Regions from separate parts of the Drosophila melanogaster genome. Here region 2 is linked to region 1. The links are chromatin contacts, called in public Hi-C maps. All regions are on one chromosome and are shown on one strand. Each heading gives the region's core, a stretch centred on a gene start, on an enhancer-like site or on the middle of the called end of the contact. The rest is flanking DNA. Distances are from core to core; before and after follow the strand shown.

The links. Hi-C and Micro-C count contacts between places; a contact is called where the count stands out from the background.
Region 2: a contact with region 1 is called in a Hi-C map of the Kc167 cell line, with 2.8 times the contacts expected there. The contact joins the promoter of Su(var)3-7 here to the promoter of pps in region 1. A contact is called at or near these places in 15 of 107 Hi-C or Micro-C datasets (the D17-c3 cell line, the Kc167 cell line, the S2 cell line and 7 more).

Annotation. Positions count from the first base shown.
Region 1 is chr3R:12,411,588-12,415,328 of dm6, forward strand. It overlaps pps (protein partner of snf), which reads left to right and starts at 2,241. Exons shown (of 11, transcript NM_141936.2): 1 at 2,241-2,699; 2 at 2,765-3,169; 3 at 3,284-3,741. The coding sequence starts at 2,570. It overlaps Dip-C (Dipeptidase C), which reads right to left and starts at 2,172. Exons shown (of 1, transcript NM_001300377.1): 1 at 222-2,172. The coding sequence starts at 1,796. The coding sequence ends at 321. CG5196 reads left to right here. Exons shown (of 5, transcript NM_141934.2): 5 at 1-181. It also overlaps sncRNA:649.
Region 2 is chr3R:13,262,171-13,265,811 of dm6, forward strand. It overlaps Su(var)3-7 (Suppressor of variegation 3-7), which reads left to right and starts at 2,194. Exons shown (of 5, transcript NM_079618.4): 1 at 2,194-3,130; 2 at 3,565-3,641. The coding sequence starts at 2,346. It overlaps Ravus (ravus), which reads right to left and starts at 1,891. Exons shown (of 2, transcript NM_169498.3): 1 at 1,797-1,891; 2 at 563-1,736. The coding sequence starts at 1,828. The coding sequence ends at 689. It overlaps CG11686, which reads left to right. Exons shown (of 3, transcript NM_143947.4): 3 at 1-57.

The DNA of each region.
Region 1 (3,741 bases), core at 991-3,490:
CTCTGTTAACAATGTCGACCAATAAATAACGCGAAAGTTTGGTATCAGTTGCTGATGTGAATCGAAATTAATCCAGTTGTGTATCAGCAGATAACGCTTATCTTTTTCAGATAGTAAATGCAGCGTAAATCTCATGGCGACAAAGTAAAATATATATAAATATGTATAATTAAAGTATTGTTTTAAAGTTTCCCATAGAAACTTGACAAACCTTTAGATGTCAACTGATGAGACCTTATTTATTTATTGGGTATTCCATAATTTGATTATGATACAGATTATATTACATATGTTTACGCGTGGAATATAGTTTAAAAGCTCTAAACCGGCGAATCATATTTACAGGTCATGGTTGCCTCGATGTCCTCCACCGTTCGCGGCACAATCGCAAAGTTCTCCACGCCAGTCTTCGTGATGAGCACATCGTCCTCGATGCGCACACCTCCGAAATTCCGGAAGCGATTGAACATCTCTGCGTTAATGAATTTAGCAATGTTCGGATCGGCCAGAGCGCGGTCCATCAGCCAGTTGATGAAGTAGCAGCCGGGTTCGATTGTGACATACATGCCGGCCTTAAGGATGCGGGCAAAGCGCAGCTTGCTCAGCCACGGTTCACTGGGGCGCTTGGGCTCCTTGGGCAGATAGCCGCCCACGTCGTGCACATCCAGACCGATCAAGTGGCCCAGGCCATGTGGCTGGAACACGCCCGAAACACCTGCCTCGAGCATCTCCTCCACATCGCCCTTGAGCATGCCGCCCTCCTTCAGGCGCTGCAGCAACACCCTGCCCGCCAGCTTGTGCATGTCCACCCAGGAGACTCCGTCACGGGCTGACTCTGTGACCGCATTGCGGGCATCCAGCACGGCATTGTAGATGAACTTCTGGTCGTCGGTGAACTTTCCATTGGCCGGGAATGTGCAGGTTATGTCGGCCGCATAGCCACAATAGTTGGCTCCCATATCGAACAGGCAGAGATCACCATCCTGGACGGGCTTGCTGTTGGGTGCGCCCGCGTGTCCATAGTGCAAGATCGACGAGTTCGTTCCGCTGCCGCATATGCAGGTGTAGGAGGCATGCCGGCAGCCGCCCACGGAGTAGGCGTGGTGCAGGAACAGGGATTCGCCCTCAAATTCCATTCTACCGGGACGCATAAACCGCATCACCTTGATGTGCGCGTCCGAGGATACCTTGGCCACGTAGCGCAGCACCTCGATCTCTTCGGGTGACTTGATCACTCGGCACTCAGAGAGAATTGGATACAGCAGATTGCAGTCAGTCACATACTTCTCCTTGCCAGCAAAGTCGGGCGGCTGAAGGGTGAGCCCGCTATCGCTGTTGGTGCCACTCAATGTGAGTATCAGCTTGGGCGACGCCCCCTCCAGATAAACACTCATTTCGTCAACATAAAACACCTCGTCCACCTCGTACATGGCCTTGAACTCCTGCAGCCCAAGCAGTTCGCCCATCCAGGTGCCGTACTCATCGGGAAAGCGAGGAACAAAGAGAACACTTTTCTGTGCACCAGTTTTCACATCAATGGTTAGGATGCCGTAGCAGCCCGGCTCCTTGACACCGAACAAGTACTGGAAATAGGACTCCTGCCGGAAAACGTAGTCCACGTCGGTGTTGTACAGGCTCTGGTCCTTGCCGCCCTCGAGGAGCACCAGCAGGTTGCCGTCGTTGAACTTGAGGCCCGGCAGCAGCTCCTTAAGGATGGCCTTGCCAGCACGATCCCTGTTGTTCCGGAAGAGGGTCATGGGCACTGCGTAACCCGATCCCATCTGAAAGGCGGCCATGGTGTTGCGACGGAGGACAAAGTTTAACTGGCGCTCTGGACAACAATGAGTGCTCGAGCAAGTGAGATTAGCTGATAATAGCCAATAACCGGGCTAACAAAGGCAGTAAATTATGTGGGTTTTATCAGTGTTTTTTGTTTTCTGTTTTCGCAAAAGTATGACCGAGAACTGAACGCGAAAAAAAACAAGCTTAAATTACAATTCATCGATCGGGAATTTTATTTTTTTAAATATATTCTTTAATATTTTTAATTAGCTCAATTCATTTATTTATCATACGGTTTTCCTTTTTGGCAGCCGACCTTGAAAATAAAGGATTTCCCTAAATAAACACAGATTAACATTTTGTTCAAATGAGCTAGCAATTGAAACTAGTTCCGCAGAGCGAGGCACAGAAACTATCGATAACCTACAGCATCGGCATCATTCCCAAGTCTGGTCACACTGGAAGTGGCTTTTTTTGCAAATTTTATTTTCATAATTGAGAAAAATTTGCATTTTAAAGCGAAACAGCAACGGATTAAGCTCTCGAATCTCAACAATATAACAGCCAGCTTGTGGGCGCAGCCAGCAGAGCATCACCAGTATTAAGTATAGGGCGAACGCAGCCCAGTGACCGTTTTCCACCTACTATCCAATTTCAATGTCGGCGTCACAACGCGGCGGATGCAACAACAAATGAGTCGTTGTTCTGTTCCAAGCTAATTAAGTACACGCTGTGTGGGCCGCCGACTCCAATGCGCCGCTAGCGGGGATCACGAGCAGTTGGCGTCATGTCCAGTTCGGTGTTTACGGAGGCGCCCAGCGCCCGGCCGGCGGCAGCCGAAGCCGACTCCAATCTGGTTGTGGTCTACAGCAAGAGCGGAATCTCCTTCGACGAGCGTGCGATTGGGAACATCATGGGTAAGTGGGTCCAATAGGCCTGACACACGCTCATTGCTCCCCACACTGACATGGGCTTGTTGCAGAGGAAAAATCGATTTCCACCATTAGCGTGGTGCGGATTACATCGCCCACGCCGAGCATGGTGGACCAAGAGGAAGACGAACGGCTGGAGGAGCTGGCGAACTTTATGGAAACTGCCACCGACTCGGAGCTGGACAGTGACAATGGCAGCCAAAGTGGTGGCGATAATGCCAGTGAGATGGATGAACACGACGAGGAGAACCATAACACCGGTGACGACAACAATAGCGACTCCACGGAGACGGAAGCCGATGCCCCGCGCACACGCAAGCGAGTTGGCCGAAAGCCCAAGGCCATCAAAAAGCGAAAGCGACGCAAACCCAAGGAGCGTCCACAAATTGTGGGTTTGCGAGTGGAGCAGTTTTATGCGGACAACACGGCTGATATGGTTGTGAAAAATGCACTGAGTAAATAACGTACATCGATGTGGTCCAAATGATAAAGCAAAACAACATCATTATTTCGAGCACAACGAAAGTAAACGAACTTTAGCTTTCAACTAATTTGTATTCTATTTACAGAGCTTGCCGGAGTTTCCGTCTACAAAAGGACTGCGGAGACAGACGCTCTTATGGAAGTTATTCGAAATGACCACAACTACACACCGTTTACCTCGCCAGAGCAGCTGAAGAACCACAAGCGCGATGAGAAGATGGCCATGGAAATGCAGGCCCAAAGCCGCAAAATCATAATGCAGGCACCGGGCAGTGTCAAGCTAATCAATGCCAAAAAACGAGTCCAGGCCATACCCTTAAGCCCGGTGCAGGTCAAGGTCCAGAGACTGCCAGTCAAGCCCCACCAAGTTCAGCAGGCAGCGCAGCTGCAACCGAAAGTGCAGCTGATCCGCAAGCCCATCCATTCGCCACTGCCAAGACAGAAGCCAGAGATTATCGCGAACAATTCGGTCAATGCCAGGCTGAGGCCCACTCGTGCTCCAGTCAAAGTGATTGCTCCGCCTGTGCAGGAATACATCGAAGAT
Region 2 (3,641 bases), core at 944-3,443, 850 kb after region 1:
TTGTTTTCAATCATTTTTTACAATTTTACAAATAAAGATTTATTAACTTATATTTATAATTACTGGCATTTTTTCAATTGATTGATTCTGATTGATTCAATCTGATATTACATGTTGTTTGTTCGTTACAGTTGATAAATTCGCCTGATGGAGTGATTTTTACTATCTTTACCTACAGAACATACATTAAACTATCATGCGATAAACTTTTTATCACATGGTATTGTACATGCGTAATATTTACCCTTCAGAGAATTCGCTTTGTATCATTCACAATAAGTAAATCACAATTGTTACCCACACACAAGAAGTGGTTTCCATTGATTACAGCTCTTCCGTGATATCATTCTCTGAGAAAATTCACAATTTATACTTTGCTGGCAAACCAAGGTCAGGAAAACACTTTTTGAAATGCAGTTAGTGAAATATTAAAGCGAACCTAATACCTTAATGAGCCCATTTATTGGGCACTTAAATTTCTAAACGGATGAAATGTAATGAAGCCATTTCATAGAACAAAAACACCATCAGATAGATTTAAAGAATAAATGCACGCCACACTACAACAACTAATAAATAACTTTATTAATGAAAATCAGTTAACAAAATTAAAAAATGAAAGCACTAGCATATATTCTAATTGCCGTATTGAGCACGGTTTGGAACCGATTCCAAAGTCCAGGTGAATTTATTTGGTGGTAGAAGCCACTGTCGCATTCTGCTGACCACTGCCTGAGGCTTCAGCTGCTCCAGACCTGGAGTTTCCCGCGAGATCCGGAAGTCCGGCGACCTCAGAGAGCGCCTCCTGTTCGCAAAGAGCACGCAACTCGAGCTCCCCAATGAGCTGCATTACCCGGATCTTACCCTCGGTGGCCAGTTTGGGCGGCAAGTTCTTGACGGTGGCACATATGCTGTCGAAGAACAGCTCCAATGAGTCGCGCGGTGGCGTTATAGGTGACAATGGTTGCAGTTGATAAGATTGCAGCGGGCGGGCAGCATAGGAGGGCGTCGTGTGTATAGGCGTTATGGTGGCCTTGGAATTGATCTCCTGAGCTTGGCACATCCCACTGAGTGGAGTACTGTGCACTGGAACTTTTTTAATGGTGATCCTGCATGGCGGAGCTACTGTTGCTGTTGCTGAGGATGTGGGATAGGCGGAGACAGTGGTCGGAAGACTTTGAGGCCCCTCGTTGATGGTCACGTGTAGTGGCAGATAATCCAGCATGCCAGAATTCTGTGAGTCGGTCTCCGAAGTGCGGCGCTGCTGCTTAATGACGGGCTCCGTTTCGAGATCATTTTGTGCTTCCAGTTCTTGAGTCCGCTTCTCATCGTCCTCGCAGTCGCCCTCTGTTTCGTCAAGTTCTCCCTCCTCCTCATCTTCTGTCTCGTCGTCTTGGGGATCTGTTCCGTATTGTAGTAGACCCTCCTCGTCCTCGGTATCCTCCCACTTCATCGCACCGGAGCTGGATCCATTGAAGCTCGAATTGTTTGCCTTGGCTGGCAATGATTTTCTTTGTGCATTTTCCGAGTGCTTAATGCTACCCTCGTGCTTTCCCAGATCAGATCTCTTGCAGCTGAGCCTGCACTCGCACACCGCGCAGAACACGAAGTGCGGATCCGTCTCATCCGGGAGCAACCACGGATATATCGCCTGGTACTCCGGCTTTGTCTTGGGTCGAGGATATTTCAGCAGGGCGCACGGCCGGCGTGGCCTGTATTCGGAGCGTAGGGCATCTCTGGGCGGCGAATATAGTCAGTGAACATAAGACCCTGGTCTCTTACTTTGGTATACTCACAGTTTTTCCTGAGTTAACTGGAGGTTTGACATTTGGGTAGTCTTTTCCAAAATATAAACAAAATCCAGTGAGGTATGACCGTGCGCACATGCATAGAAATACCGCATAACCCGTTTTGCACATGCTGTAAGAGTTGTCACCCACACCGGTTGTTTGTTTCTACACACTTTATTTTAAATATTCAACGATATATGAATCATATGCTAATGCATGTAATTTCTTTATATGCTTTCTAAGCATAATGTTCATGTAGTTATTAAATAAATAATTGCAGTTATACTATGAACAGTACGTTTTAAGACCGTTCTCAATAAAGTGACCAGTCCAGTCCCTCAGTTGCATTTTATGTATTTTTTGAACTTCCTTAGTATATGGTCCTTAGCCCGCCGGTTTAATGCAACAGTACGGTCACATTGGCCATCGCCTTGACAGCGATTCTGAGTTTTCGCTTGCGATTATTTTTATTTTTTTAGTTTATAACCGTATACTGTGATCTCCCAAAAGCTAACAAATATTAGAGCAAAGTGCCTGGATAACCAGTATCTCGTGATGGATCGGGATTCGAGCATGCAGGCGAAAAACCTAGATGCTCAATGCAACCCAGACCTCAAAATGGCGTCTGCAAATTCAGAAACTTTAGCGTCGGCAACGCACGAGCTGAAAATTATGGACGTAGAGGGTGGTGCTCTGGTGGATCCGGATCACATCGAGGAAGTGGAGACCTCCATGGTCATCGTGGTGGATGATGACGATGGGGATGTGGCCATGGTGGTGGAGGAGGACAAGCACCCGATGCGGGATGACCCGTGTATTGAGGACATCATGGATGACGAACATGCTCCATTGGTGGCCGAGCTACAGTCCGCTCTAAATAACCCAGACGACAAACAGGCCAGCGAGGATCCCCTCCTGGAAGACCAGGAACGTGAACCCGATGCCATGTCCACTAAAACTGAACCCTCCAGCGATGCGGAGAGCTCCCATTCGTACCACGATCCCATGGGCCTGCTGGAGAGGATTGAAATCCATGATCCGGGAGACAGCCAGGATGACGACGACGAGGATGACGAAAGCAGCAATGGCGGTGGCGTTGACGGAGGCATGCGCCGCAAGATGCCCCGCGCACAGCGCTGGCTCCTCTGGATGAAGCGTTGGCCCTGGATCCTACACGAGGACTCCGATGGCACCTTAGCGTTCTGCCTTTACTGCAACATATCCATTAACGTGAACAACCGCTCTAGACACATCCAACAGCACAACGTGTCGCTCTCCCACCAGGAACGCGAGTGCAACTATCTGGCATTCAAGAAAAGTGAGGAGGAAACTCGAGGAGCGTAAGTGTCACAGTTTTAAAGATTACAAAAAAGAGTACAGAAATCTAAAATTCGGAGAAATCAAGTTAATTAATCCGCCGTATAAAGTAAAAGCTCAACTCTTCAAATGCCTTTCACTTTGTAAAGGGTTTGTACCGAAATCCAGAAAGCCCACTGTAGTGTGAAAAAAACTGCCAACTTAATGAAGGGAGCACTGCTCCGAGTCCGCATTAATTTTCCAACGTGTAGCAATTGTTTGACACAAAGAAACTGGTGTATGATAGGCTTGGTCGCGGTTCAGAATAGATTTTACATATATTACACTCCCTGCTTTCAATGAGGGTAGCTCTACTCGTAATGTTAGTAAGATTTGCACCTTTAAAAAACGAAATACCGAAATCATATTGAGATCACCGAAAGTTTGCGAACACTTATTAACTCCCAATTATCCGTAGAATCAGCGACAACGAAATCAAGCACGAATTCGGCACCAAGAGCTATGTGGCCGCCATGAAGCAAAAACGAATCTCCG